2 separate regions of the Sus scrofa genome follow, and region 2 is linked to region 1. The links are chromatin contacts, called in public HiChIP or PLAC-seq maps. All regions are on one chromosome and are shown on one strand. The core of a region is the stretch at or near the end of the contact, and the rest is flanking DNA. Distances in the headings are between cores, read along the strand shown.

The links. HiChIP or PLAC-seq counts read pairs in DNA pulled down with a chosen protein or histone mark.
Region 2: an H3K27ac HiChIP or PLAC-seq map of alveolar macrophages shows a contact between it and region 1. The contact joins two enhancer-like sites. A contact is called at or near these places in 2 of 47 Hi-C or Micro-C datasets (embryonic fibroblasts and epiblast stem cells) and 1 of 2 datasets of contacts at active chromatin or transcription factors (alveolar macrophages).

What each region holds. Positions count from the first base shown.
Region 1 is chr7:65,032,068-65,039,199 of Sscrofa11.1, forward strand. It overlaps BAZ1A (bromodomain adjacent to zinc finger domain 1A), which reads left to right. Exons shown (of 27, transcript NM_001244159.1): 13 at 3,626-3,721; 14 at 3,843-4,067; 15 at 5,662-5,827. Among named protein-coding and RNA genes, the nearest start is that of CFL2, 55 kb to the right of the region's middle. Within about 2 kb of position 1,509, at least 1 of the 83 cell types and tissues checked has an H3K27ac peak or open chromatin away from gene starts, as enhancers often do. A contact at or near this core is called in alveolar macrophages, where this site is marked.
Region 2 is chr7:65,113,408-65,120,256 of Sscrofa11.1, forward strand. The region is part of intron 2 of LOC110261575 (a long non-coding RNA gene); the gene reads left to right. Among named protein-coding and RNA genes, the nearest start is that of CFL2, 26 kb to the left of the region's middle. Within about 2 kb of position 4,379, at least 12 of the 83 cell types and tissues checked have an H3K27ac peak or open chromatin away from gene starts, as enhancers often do. A contact at or near this core is called in alveolar macrophages, where this site is marked.

The DNA.
Region 1 (7,132 bases), core at 259-2,758:
GGTCATTTTAACAATGTGGTCCTCATTGTCAACTCAAATGATTTAGTCAGTTAGGTGAGACTCTACTAAAGAGAAGACAGAAGAGTAAATCCACCTATAAAACATGTAAAGATTTTCTAAAATGACAAGTACTAACACTACAGATGGATTATCTAAGATAGACATTGTAGCATAAATTCATTCTTTTATTCTTTAGGTCGTCTTAATGACCAATACTGTCACAGGGTTATTGACCAAATTCTGACCTTAATACAAGATAAAGCTTTCTTTAATTCAGGATTCGAAGCAGGTGAATTTCAGCAGTCCTAGTGACAGAAAGTAGGGTTAAAAGGAAGTTGTGTTGGAAAATCAGCTGGTGTAAAAGAAAGATATATTAACCGTGAGGTGTGTATGGCCATTATATTTTCTATTCATGATTTGTTTGATCTGTGATTTTTATAGCTCTGCTTCTATACAGGACTGTCTATAAAGAAAAGTCTACCTATGAATAAGTATTGGCCATTAAAAAGGTTTTAACACCCCTTTTGAAACTAGTTATTTAAATGTTAGAGAGGGAAAAAAATAGTTTGGCATTTTTCTGCCCTTCCCTCATTTCCTTGTTATTATTGGCCATATTTTAAATGGTTATTTCACTTTCATTAATGGCCCCATACTGTTCCTCCAGGTATTTTTCCTATGTTCTCCCATCTCAGCAACAAACAACTTTTCCATAGTCTTCCCGAAAGCAACTGAATAGTCGAATGGGATTGAACGTTCTTTTATTTCCTCATTAGCTAGTCTTATTATGTAAGGTGTTTCTTGCTATTTTTTAGAAATGGGGAAGTTTGGCAGAAAAGCATGAATTTATCTTAGTGATGAAAACATTGAGGTTCATTGAGGCTATTTACTGAAGATCACATAGATAGTAAGTGATCATACAGCTAGTAAGACACTATAGATGCATTGTTTCATTTAATCATACCACCCTTGTAAGGTAGATGTAACTATAACTATTTTTCTGCCGTTTACATATAAAGAAACCTAGACTTAAATTAACTTGCCCAGAGAGTTTTAAATTTAACTTTAATTTAATGTGCCCAGGGAGTTTAATTAACTTGCCCAGAGACATACGGCTAATAAGAAAGTGATGGGTTACAAATTTAAGCACTTTAGTCTAGAGCCTCATAGTGACTATGTTGTATTTCCTTATAATATGGCAAAGAAGTAATTATCTGTCTTCAAGAACATCTGATTTCTTTGGCCTTTGGTCTCCATGTTTTTATATCAAACCTTGGATTTTTTTTTTTTTTTTTTTTTTTTTTGCTTTTTAGGGCTGCACTTGCAGCATATGAAAGTTCCCAGGCTAGGGGTCAAATCAGAGCTACAGCTGCTGGCCTACGTCACTGCCACTGCCACAGCAATGAGAGAGATCCAAGCCACATCTGTGACCTGCACCGCAGCTCGCAGCAATACCACAACGGGAACTCCAATTTGGATTTTTTTTTTTTTTTTTTTCCAGTGCCATGCCTGCAGTATAAGGAAGTTCTGAGGCTAGGGATGGAAACCAAGCCACAGTAGTAGCCTGAGCCACAGCATTGACAGTGCCAAGTCCTTAAATGCTAGGTGGCGCCACCAGGGAACTCTTAATTAGCAGATTTTTTTTTTAATCAGCAATTTTTTAACTCTCATATTAAAAATATCACTTCCTCTCTTTTGTCTTACCTCTAAATGCCCTTCAAAGTGTATGAACAAGAGAATTTTTTATATAGAATAGTTTGTGTTTTTACTAAGATGCTATTGTTTAGGGTTGAAATTGTATTTACCTAATTCTAGATTATAGTGGTGATAGATATATCTATTTCAGAAAGTCATAACATATACAGTTCAGCTGTATTCTCTTGAGATGACATACCCAATGGTTATCTCTCAGTGAATCCTAAAATGATATTTATTTCTTGACAGTGCGATTTGGTAGATAATTGAGCTAAAGAATATATATTTTAACATGTTGGTTTAATACAACTGAAAGTAAACTGTCATTTTGTTAGTTGTCTATTTCCTAAGGCCTTGTAGCCTTCATTGTAGAAAATTATAACTTTGTAGAGCTAAAATAGATTGAGTATGGTGATAGGTGCAAAGGGAGAGAGACAGTATACTTATACAGCCCTGTAACTAGGACTGTTGTTAATTTTAGAGGGCCTATTAATTTTAAGTTTGTTTGGCTTTATCTGTAAAATGAAAATTGAAAAAGCTTTAGGTCTAGTATTTTCTTGATGAGGAAGAATATATCTGTCATTTTGACTAGATTCATGGCCCGGTAGGAATAATTTCTGCATGTATACAACTTCTCCTGTATGTATTGTTTATGCTTTTAATGCCATGAAATTGTCAGTGATCGTAATCCCAGAACTGACTTTTTCATGCCTTTTCCTTTAGTAAAGGACAACATTTCTGTTCTCTAAGGTTCATTTTTTCAGCTTGTGACCTTTGGGGGAGAAAATCGTAGTAGAAAGTTAAGAACACAGAACCAGGTTAGCCCAGTGATTTTCCAGCTTTAATCTGTGGAGCCCTGCAGTCTGTTCAGGGGTCCCTCCATGCTGTTCCAGGAGAGTTGGAAAGATGAATGGGCAGGATTGTCATCTCTGTGCCTGACTTTAACAAGGGCATCTTTTATATTGTGCTTCCAAGAAATATTTGAAGAATTTGAAAACTGCTGATCTAGACTTACCCCTTTAAGAAAAATGAAGCCAATTAAGTGACTGGTCTAAAGGCTACATAACTAGGAACTGGGCAGAGCTAAGAATAAAGTGTACATATCCAACTTTTAGTCTGAAACTGTGTCCACTCTACTGTGATACAACAGAAGGGCTTTTTATAAGCTTAAAGTTTTTTCATAGGTGACATTTAAATTTTTTGTTATCTACATAAGGAATAATTGTGTGTGTGTGTGTGTATATATATATATATATATATATATGCCAGTGTAAATACATTTTTGTGCCATTAGATTTGCTCTTTAGTCCGCTTTGTAGGCTAAGCACTGTTTTCAGAGCTAAAGCAATTTACTTGGAAAACATAGGGAGATACTCTTACTGTTTCTTGGATTGAAGAGTTTTCAAAATAAAAACAAGCAATTTATATGAAGAGGATAAATCTGTGGTTGAGTGACAGCACTGTACTGTTTTAGTTCCTTTAGCTCCTTTTCTGTGCTGCTTTTGTGATGGTTACAACTTATACTTTGTTATTATTCAATCTTAAAATATTTATAAAAGATTTGGGCGTCTTCAAATAGATTCTGATTTTCAAAGTAGACTTTCCTAAAGTTATATTGATCAAGGAGATTCGTTTTGCATTCTAATGTGCATTTTACCACTCTTGGGGAATATGTATGTGCATCTTGTTGGTAACTTGGAAATTGTCTTCTCGTGTTAAGTAAGGGAAAAGTGTGTAGCGTATGTCTTAGGATTTATAGTTGGATGTGCAGACTAGACAGAATATGAATGCTGCTTGTTGTACTTAGTGTTGGCTCTTTTGAGGTTCCTGAATGTTAAGTTGTTTGCTGTTTCTTTCATCATTTTAAAAGGGCATTATTCCCAAATATTCAAGCTTTGATTTGCACTAGAATAAAGTATTTATTTCCTTAAAGATTTAACAGAGGCTTTGGATGAAGATGCAGACCCTACAAAATCTGCACTGTCTGCAGTTGCATCTTTGGCAGCTGCATGGCCGCAGTTGCATCAGGGTATGTGTGGGTTTTTTTTTTTTATTGGCTTTTTATTTTTAATTTTATAAAGGTATATTTTACATTGCTGAGGATTTGTTGTTTATATTTTAAATAACTATTTCATTTTTAACAACTATAGGCTGCAGTTTGAAAAGCTTGGATCTCGATAGCTGCACTCTTTCTGAAATCCTCAGACTACACATCTTAGCTTCAGGTGCTGATGTAACATCAGCAAATGCAAAGTACAGATATCAAAAACGAGGAGGATTTGATGCTACAGATGACGCCTGCATGGAGCTTCGTCTAAGCAATCCCAGTCTAGTGAAGAAACTGTCAAGCACTTCAGTGTATGATTTGACACCAGGTAAACTTTGCAAGTTGGAATTTGTATAACCTGTCTACTCCTACCCTCTTATCTTCTTATGCCCAGAAAATTAGGTGACTGATAAGAAATTTTAGATGCTATTCAAGAAAAAGAGAAAATCAGTCTTAAAAAAATTGTTACAATAAAAATGGTGTTCTAAATTGAAACTACTGTTTTTATTCATGCTAGCTTTAATTATTGATGATTTTCTTTTCTTTTTCATTTGGATTTTCTGTTATTTTTAAAAATTGTCATTAGTTTACTAACTCTACTAAGTTTAAAAGGATAAGTGAGAATTACCTAGCTTTCACTTTTATTTATTTGTAAATCAGAAATGTAAGCTATAGCTGCTAAATTCTAACATTGACTCAAGTAAGTGAAATATGTGGAACAGTATTTAAATTAAGATGAAGTTATTTTTTACTTCGTTTTTAATTATAAGAATAATAATGTACATGGGAGTTCTCTTGTGGTGCATCGGGTTAAGACTCCTGCATTATCACTGCACCAGCTTGGGTGACAAGAACCTGTGGTGCAGGTTCGATCCCTGGCCCTTGAACTTCCATATGCCACAGGTGCAACCAAAAAAAAGAAGTAGAAAAAAAAAGTACAAATATATAGGAGTTCGCATTGTGGCGCAGCAGAAACGAATCTGACTAGGAACCATGACGTTGCAGGTTTGATCTCTGGCCTTGCTCAGTGGGTTAAGGATCTGGAGTTGCTGTGAGCTGTGGTATAGGTTACAGATGCGGCTCAGATCTGGCATAGGCTGGCATGGCTCCGATTCAACCCCTAGCTTGGGAGTCTTCATATGCCCCGTGTGCGGCTCTAAAAAGCACACACACACAAAAAAGGAAGTACAAATATATGGAGTTTAATTTAATATGCTTATTTAAGCAAACATAAAATAAGAGTACCTTAATTCCTAACATTCATATAGTTAAAAAAATTTTTATTTATTGAGGTATAGTTGACCTAACATGCATACAGTTTTTTTTTGTTTGTTTTTTTTGTCTTTTGTCTTTTTTTGTTGTTGTTGTTATTGTTGCTATTTCTTGGGCCGCTCCCGCGGCAGCATACAGTTTTTATAATTTATGGTGTCTGTAGTCTTTTCAGAGTAGCAAATTGCCTAGAGTCATTTTTTTTTTAATTCATGTGGTTATAACTTAGTTTTGATTTGAACTTCGTATATAAGCCTAACAATTAAAACTTAAAATCTTTGCAATTAGGAAAAAAAAGCAAAACCTTTTTGGGGCTACACCCATGCATGCTGAAGTTCCCAGGCCAGGGATCGAATCCACACCACACTTTTGATCCAAGCCACAGCGGAGACAACACTGGATCCTTCATGCACTGAGCCACCAGAAAACTCCAGAAATTAGAAAAATTTTCATGTCTGTTGAGCTAGTATATAAGCTAGTCATTAATATTGAAATGCCTTATATATCATGTAACTGTTAAATTGGATTCAATCTGACATGCCATTGACATGCCATCTCGAGAGACTTTATTCTGTATTAAACATTTTCACATTAAGTATAAATTAAAAATTTTGTCATTGATAATCCAGAAGTTATTTACCAATTTTTGACAGGAGAAAAAATGAAGATTCTTCATGCTCTCTGTGGGAAACTACTGACCCTAGTTTCTACTAGGGATTTCATTGAAGATTATGTTGACATATTACGACAGGCAAAGCAGGAGTTCCGGGAGTTAAAAGCAGAACAACATCGAAAAGAAAGGGAAGAAGCAGCTGCCAGGTAAGAGACAATTACAGTCAGTTGTGCTAATGAAAGCTATTTATTTCTTTGCGTCTAAAACACTGTTGATTTTAGCCAACCGAATCTGACAACATATAAAAAAGGTCATACACCACAACCAGGTGGGATTCATCCCAGGTTCACAAGAATGGTTCAGCATACACAAATAAATCAACATCATACACCACATTAACAAAAGAAAAGTAAAAAACCACATGATCATCTCAATAGGTGCAGAAAAAGCTTTTGACAAAGTCCAACATCCATTCATGATCAAAACTCTTACCAAAGTGGGTATAGAGGGAACATACCTTAGCATAATAAAAGTCATTTGTGACAAATCCACAGCAAATATAATACTCAATGGAGAAAAGCTGAAAGCCTTCCCACTAAAATCTGGCACAAGACAAGGATGCCCACTCTCACCGCTGTTATTCAATGTAGTATTGAAAGTCCTAGCCACAGCAGTCAGACAAACAAATGAAATAAAAGGCATCCAAATAGGAAGAGAAGAAGTAAAACTATCACTGTATGCAGATGAAATGATACTGTATATACAAAACCCCAAGGACTCAACCCAAAAACTACTTGAGCTGATCAACAAATTCAGCAAAGTAGCAGGATATAAGATTAACATTCAGAAATCAGTCGCATTTCTGTATACTAACAATGAAATATTAGAAAAGGAATACGGGAGTTCCTGTCGTGGCTCAGTGGTTAACAAATCCGACTAGGAACCATGAGGTTGCGGTTTCGATCCCTGGCCTTGCTCAGTGGGTTAAGGATCTGGCGTTGCCGTGAGCTGTGGTGTAGGTCACAGATGTGGCTCAGATCCTGAGTTGCTGTGGCTCTGGCGTAGGCTGTTGGCTACAGCTCTGATTGAACCCGTAGCTTGGGAACCTCCATATGCCGCAGGAGCGGCCCTAGAAAAGGCAAAAAGACAAAAAAGAAAAAAAAGAAAAAAAAGAAAAGAAAAAAAACAGAAAAGGAATACAAAAATATAATACCTTTTAAAATTGCACCCCAAAAAATCAAATACTTGGGAATAAACCTGACCAAGGATTAAAGACTTATGTGCTGAGAACTATAAAACATTAATCAAGGAAATTAAGAGGATTCAAAGAAATGGAAAGATATTTCATGCTCCTGGGTTGGAAAAATTAATATTATAAAAATGGCCATACCACCCAAAGCAATCTACAGATTCAGTGCAATCTGTGTCAAATTACCCAAGACTTTTTTCACAGGACTAGAGCAAACAATCCAGAAATTTATGTGGAACCACAAAAGAGCCAGAATTGCCAA
Region 2 (6,849 bases), core at 3,129-5,628, 84 kb after region 1:
GATTTAACCAAACTGTTCGAGTTGACCTGTGTCAACAATATAGTGGGCAGCTTTGGAATCTGGATAACCCTCTACTTGATAGGCAGACTTACATAACCTCGGCTTCTCCCTGGCACAAGTTGGCTCCACAACCAGGTTGATTATTTGTGCATCATGTTCTAGCCAAAAGTGTGTGTAGTTAGGGAGACCAACTTAATAGCAATTGTTAGGTTTTTTCTGGTGTAAAGTCTTTGTTGGAATCTAAGCTCTACCACTTACCCAGCTTTATAACTTTAAGCTAAACTTTTTTGGGGGGAGAGGCTTGTTAGGGCTACACCCATGACTCCCCAGGTTAGGGGTCTAATCAGAGCTACAGCCTCCAGCCTACACCACAGCCACAGCAACTTGGGATCTGAGCCGAGTCTGCGACCTACACCACAGCTCATGGCAATGCCAGATCCTTAACCCACTGAGCCAGGCCAGGGATCAAACCTGCAACCTCATGTTCCCCAGTCGGATTTGTTTCTGCTATGCCACGATGGGAACTCCTGGACTAAAATTTAATCACACATGAGCTTCATTTTCTCACTTGTAGCTGGAGATGATAATTCCTGCTTTAGGGGGAGGCTATGCAGGTGGAAAGAGATGAATATGAAAGCCTAGAACAAAGCCTGAGAACTGGCAGAATCAATGCATTATTTCCCACCTCCCACGGTGACCCAGCCCATGGGACAGAACCAGACCACCATGCCTATATCTGAGCATGGCTACTGCAGTGAGAAATGCAGCCCAATTCTTTCCTGGTACTTAAGTCCAGCAAACAGGACTGTGTGCCAGATGTTAGAGGCCTTCAGGGAGCCGTTTGATGCAACCCCTGCCTTCAGGAAGCAGCATTCCTAACCAGTCCTTCCACCTATTAGCACAGTTCAAACTCTTATTGGTTTTAAATAGACAATGATCACATATGCTTCTTGAATGATTATACCTCTGAAGTTTCTAAATATAAATTTAAACCATGATAACATCCCCATACACACACGGAGTCCTTGAATCAGAAGAGCGAATTTCTCCACCAGTCATAGCTTTTCCTCAACTTTTTATTTTGAAAAATTTCAAACAAATTGGAAACAGAAAAGTTACAAGTAGTACAAGGAACACCATATGCGGTTCATTTAGATTTATCAATTGAATTTCACTGCATATCCTTTCTCTCCTTCTGGTTTTTAATCTTTTATTTTCTTTCAAACTATTTAAGAATTAATTGTAGGGAGTTCCCATTGTGACTCAGCAGTAATGAACCTGACTAGCATCCATGAAGACTCGGGTTCAATCCCTGGCCTCTCTCAGTGGGTTAAGCGGTGTTAGCCCACATGAGGTGTTAACCTCACGGTGTTGCCGTGAGCTGTGGTGTAGGTCACAGACCTGGCTCGGACCCCAAGTTGCTGTGGTTGTGGTGTAGGCCAGCGGCTGCAGCTCCGTTCAACCCCTAGCCTGGGAACCTCCGTGTGTCTCCTGTTAGGCTCTAAAAAGCACACACACACACACGTACACAAAAGAGTTAATTATTGACACTCTGACACTTCATCCTAAAATACTTCAGCATGTATTTCCTAAGAACAAGACCATTCCTCCTGTGTAACCAACCATGGAATAAGAATCTCACTCAGGAAATCTAATGTTGACCCACTGCTAGTATCTAATATAGAGTCCATGTTCAAATATTCCCAGTTGTCCCAACAATATCCTTTGTAGATTTTTTTTCTTTTAATCTAGACTTCAAAAAGGAAAAAAAGGAGAAAAAAAAATCACACATTAATTATGATGTCTCATCCAGTCACTCTGAAATCCAGACCATCTCCCTTTGGAGCCAGGGCTGTTGTTTTCTTCTTCATTTTTATTTACATCAGTGGGCCTCAAAACTAAATGCAGCAATTTTTCATCTTTTTTTTTTTTTTTTTCTTTTTGGGTCCACATCTGTGGCACATGGAAGTTCCCAGGCTAGGGGTCTAATCAGAGCTGTAGCCGCCAGCCTACGCCAGAGCTACAGCAACGCCAGATCCAAGCCGTGTCTGCGACCTACACCACAGCTCACAGCCACGCCAGATCCTTAACCCACTGAGCAAGGCCAGGGATCAAACCTGCAACCTCATCGTTCCTAGTCAGATTCGTTTCCACTGCGCCGCAATGGGAACTCCTCATTTTCATTTTTGATCCACGTACTTTAAAAAAAAGGTGTCTTGGAGTTCCCATCGTGGCGCAGTGGTTAACGAATCCGACTAGGAACCATGAGGTCGCGGGTTCGGTCCCTGCCCTTGCTCAGTGGGTTAACGATCTGGCGTTGCCGTGAGCTGTGGTGTAGGTTGCAGACGCGGCTCGGATCCCGCGTTGCTGTGGCTCTGGCGTAGGCCGGTGGCTACAGCTCCGATTCAACCCCTAGCCTGGGAACCTCCATATGCCACGGAAGCGGCCCAAGAGATAGCAACAACAACAACAAAAAGACAAAAGACAAAAAAAAAAAAAAAAAAGGTGTCTTGTACTGAATATAATCCCATTATTTTTCAGTTCTTTGCTGTAACCATATTTCAATAGAATAATGAATGTTAACAGCAGCCACACAGTGACAAGTCTGGGAAGGGAAAGAATGGGGGGGAATTCAGCCTGGAGCATGTTCAAGTCAAAGTAATGACAGAACATCCAGGTGACAACAGGCTGTAGTTGAAGACGGGAACCTCAATCTCTCCCTAGGTGAGGTGAAGAAAGTCACTACAGAGGAGTGAGAGGGGAAGACACAGCGTTGGTAACTTGCTCAGGGGAGACACTGTTCTCTGAGGAGGGCCAGTCTGAACCCTAGAAGACTTCCAGGCCAGAGGAGAAGCAGGAGGGCAGGCTGGAGACCTAGAGCAAGCAGCGGAGGGAGTACCCAAGTGATGAGGAAGAAGCAGCGAATCCCACCTGAGCTGTGTATAGTTTTTAGTTCTAGGTACAAATTAATTCTCAAGACCAGGCCAGGAGAGGGGTCCTGGGACCCAGAGCTATGCCGGCTGGAGTCAGATCAGTTAGCCTTCTGGAGGGGAGGGGTAGAGGGCAGGCTAGAGGTGCAGAACCCCAGACCTCAGGTCTCCTGAGGCAAGACTCTTTAGGAAAGGAAACTGGAGAAAGGATCCCAAATAATCATCAGGAAGAGAAGTTGCTGAGGTGACCGTGAAGGGACAAGCAGGAGGACAAAAGCCAATTCAGCGGAGATGGCCAGGGAACAAGTGGAAAGAATCTGTGTCCTTGACAACATTGAGCCACTGAATTAACCAACTCCAAAACCGCCCCACCTCTGGACTTCTTGTTACATAAAATAATAAATTCTCATACTATTAAAAATAAGAGGCCATCCTTCTGAAACGAATCTGACTAGTATCCATGAGGACGTAGGTTCAATCCCCAACCTTTCTCAGTGGGTTAAGGATCCGGAGTTGCCGTGAACTGTGGTGTAGGTTGTAGACGCAGCTTGGATCTGGTAAGACTGTGCCTGTGGCCAGTGGCTATAGCTCCGATTCAACCTGTAGCCTGGGAGCTTCCATAAGCCTCAGGTGAAGCCCTAAGAAGACCAAAAAAAAAAATGCCCACCTAACTTGATGAATTAAACTCTGTGAAAAGCATATTTGCCATGAAGGAGTTCCCATTGTGGCTCAGCGGTAATGAACCCGACTAGTAATGAGCCTGACTCAGGTTTGATCCCTGGCCTTGCTCAGTGGGTTAAGGATCTGGCATTGCCATGAGCTGTGATGTAGGTTACAGGTGTGGCTCAGATCTGGCGTTGCTGTGGCGTAGGCTGGCAGCTACGGCACGGATTCAACCTCTAGCCTGGAAACCTCCATATGCCACAAGTACAGCCCTAAAAAAAGACAAAAAAAAAAAAAAAGAAAATGAAGTTAAAATATCAAATAGGTAAACATAGTCACAATGACTGCAGCAAATCCACTCAGCTTATTAACGTATGATTACCTTGAAAAATTTGCAAAAAACAAGCCTATAAGTCAGTAGCTCAATGACTTTAAAGAATTACTAAGACAGAAAACCAGAAAGGCAGGGAGAAGGCAAATCTGCTTTCTTAAGAGAAAACATACGAACACACATGTATGTACACACGTCCACAATCCGCATATAACACAATATATATGTATATATGTACAAAGCTTGCCCCACACAGGAGACACTGCTGAGTACATCACCCCAGGTGGTGAGAGAAGGGAAAATAGGATAATGACTGCTGAAGGTGAAAAGAGGTTTGAGGTGCTCTTGCTACCTAACAAGGGAATTTTTGCCAGAATACCTAGAATAAATAGAGCTTTCACAATGCACCAGTTCTAATGAGGTTTCAAAGCTGTATGAGTAATAGGGAAGGGGGAAGTGTCGTGACACTGTTCCTATTGTGAGTTTCTCTGCTGCAAACTCTTCTCAGCAGATACTGAATCATCAGGGAGATTATTAAACCCTTTTGGTGTCTAAAATTTACCTACATAGTACTTCAGTTTCCTGGTACAAACCTTACTTTAAAATGGTTTACAGGACCGTAAATGAATTTAACGGGCTGTAGTTTGTAAATTTAACCCTAAAAATTTTAAGCTTATTTCCCTCAATTTATTATGAAGATAATTCTGTGCCAGAAGTAAGGAGAGGATAGGGAGAAACATGTTTTCACCCTTTTCACCTTCAGATTAGCGGCATAACCGTTTGAATGAAACCTCCACAGTTCATTTAGAAACTGTAGTATTGACCACTTCTTTCCTGTTCCTCAGATCCTCTCGTCTGAAGGGGTGGTGCTGGTGGGGATTCGAACAGCTGCACATTTCCAACATAGTATTCCCTAAATGGTGTCAAATGACTGGGAATGAAGTTTTGGTGACTGGATGATTTATTCACTTAGTCATCGTTGTTCCGTCAGGGGAAACAATAAGAGGCTTTTGTTTGTGTTTCTGTGTGTGGGGTGTGAGGGATGAAGAGAGGAGAATAGCCATATAATGAAACTTTGGTCCTCTTTTTCCCTCTCTCAAAAGAGGTCTTTATCTTCAAGTTACTATAAATATAATCATGAAAATAGAATATATACTTCATGGTGGCCCTTTCTACATTGTTTTTTCATATTTTCCTGGAAAGTTTCTTTTTTTTTTTCTAAAGTACTGCGTGAAAATGTTCAAATCATAAAATATTCAAACATTGCAGAAATGACTGTAAAAAACAAGAGTCTCCCTTCACTGCCCTTGCCCAGCCCCCCCCCCCCCCATTATTTAGTTCCAGCAAAAAGCTTGCTCGCTCTCTCGCTTGATCGCTTTCTTAATTACCCTGGTTTGGGGCAGTTTCATAACAACAGATGGTATATTCAATCAACAGGCAAATTCCAAAGTGTAGACAACGAGGAATCACGGAAACCAAACCTCACTGTGAAGTACAGTCCCAGAAAGTGCCAGGGGAAAAGGTGGCAGAGTGACTGAACACAGACCAGGGCAGCTCCTCTGTGTACAGGGCGCATGGGGCCAGAAACATCTGGGTTTGCTTCTCCCCTGGCCACTAGCTTGCTGGATGTCCTTGAGCAATTTTGTTTCCCAGCAGTAAAGTAGACATGACAGTAGGAGCCTGAAATGGGATCATGAGAGGGAAACATCTAGCAAGCGCCTGATATACACTAGGTCTTTGGCAAACACTGGTTTTCCTCCCACTTGCAGAGGAACTTTGATGCATCTAAAGCACGCACTGGTTTATTTCTGATGAGGTTCTGGGCATGTTCATGGGGAAATTATAATCCTATTTTGTACACTGTTTATAAAAGGTGAAAAAAGGGCGTGCTTTGCTCTCCTGCCAAACTGCCAAACTGCTCAGAGCAATGTTAGTGCTTTATAGGTTATAGGTTAATTAGCCTTTAATTAAAGGCTAGTGTAGAAAAGATCTGCATCATATTTAAGTTCAGGCAATGTGTGTGGATTCAGGCAAGAGTGTTCAGAGTTATGAAATCCTGACAATCATTATCTCCCAGAACCCTGTGTCATTAAGTGACAGAGTCAAAGATCACTTTGAATAACTGGGGAACACTGATGTAAGAACGTTGGATTTAAAAAAATATATATATTTGTATAATATTAACATGGCTATTTGGGAATTCATAATTTTTTATTTTCATCACTAAAAAACCAATCAGCAACAACAACAAACTACTCTGCAGTCATCCAGTAGGCAAGCAATAAGATGAAAGCATCTTTCAGAAGATAAAGATTAAGGCTTCTGGAGGGATCCTGGAGCATTTTCTGCAGTCTTTGAAGCCTAGAGTGCCCTCTACTGGTTGCTTTCCAGAAAACCAGGCAGCTAATAGTTTCACAGAGGACTCCGATTTTTTGAGACACTGTAAATACAATCCCTTAGACCTGTAACTTTCCTATTGAGTGGCCTCTTTCTGAAAGCTTATCGTCTGGAAGAGAGAGAGCAATGCCTTTTCTTGATGCCAACTTGATTCTTTAATTAGAAGTGTGTCTGAGATGCCATTTTGATTATGATCAGTTATGTCTGTTGGATCCTAAGTTTTAAAGTAATCAGCATTTCAGAAAAACAATTAAATGGAATAAAGTGGCCCCCAAATATTTAACTTTATTTTACATTTAAAAAATTTTTGTTGTATGCTAGAGAGTTTCTAGAGTACAGTAGTCTCTCTGTACTAGTTTTTCAATTTCCTGTGAACCTATAATTATTTCAAAATGAAAAGTTAGGAAACAAATGCAGTGACTCTACTTTGCAGCTTTAAATAATCAAAATTTTTCTTTGACCTTGTGGAACCGTAATAGAAAGAAAACGCCAAAGACAAAGATGTTAAAGTGTACATCATTTGCAATT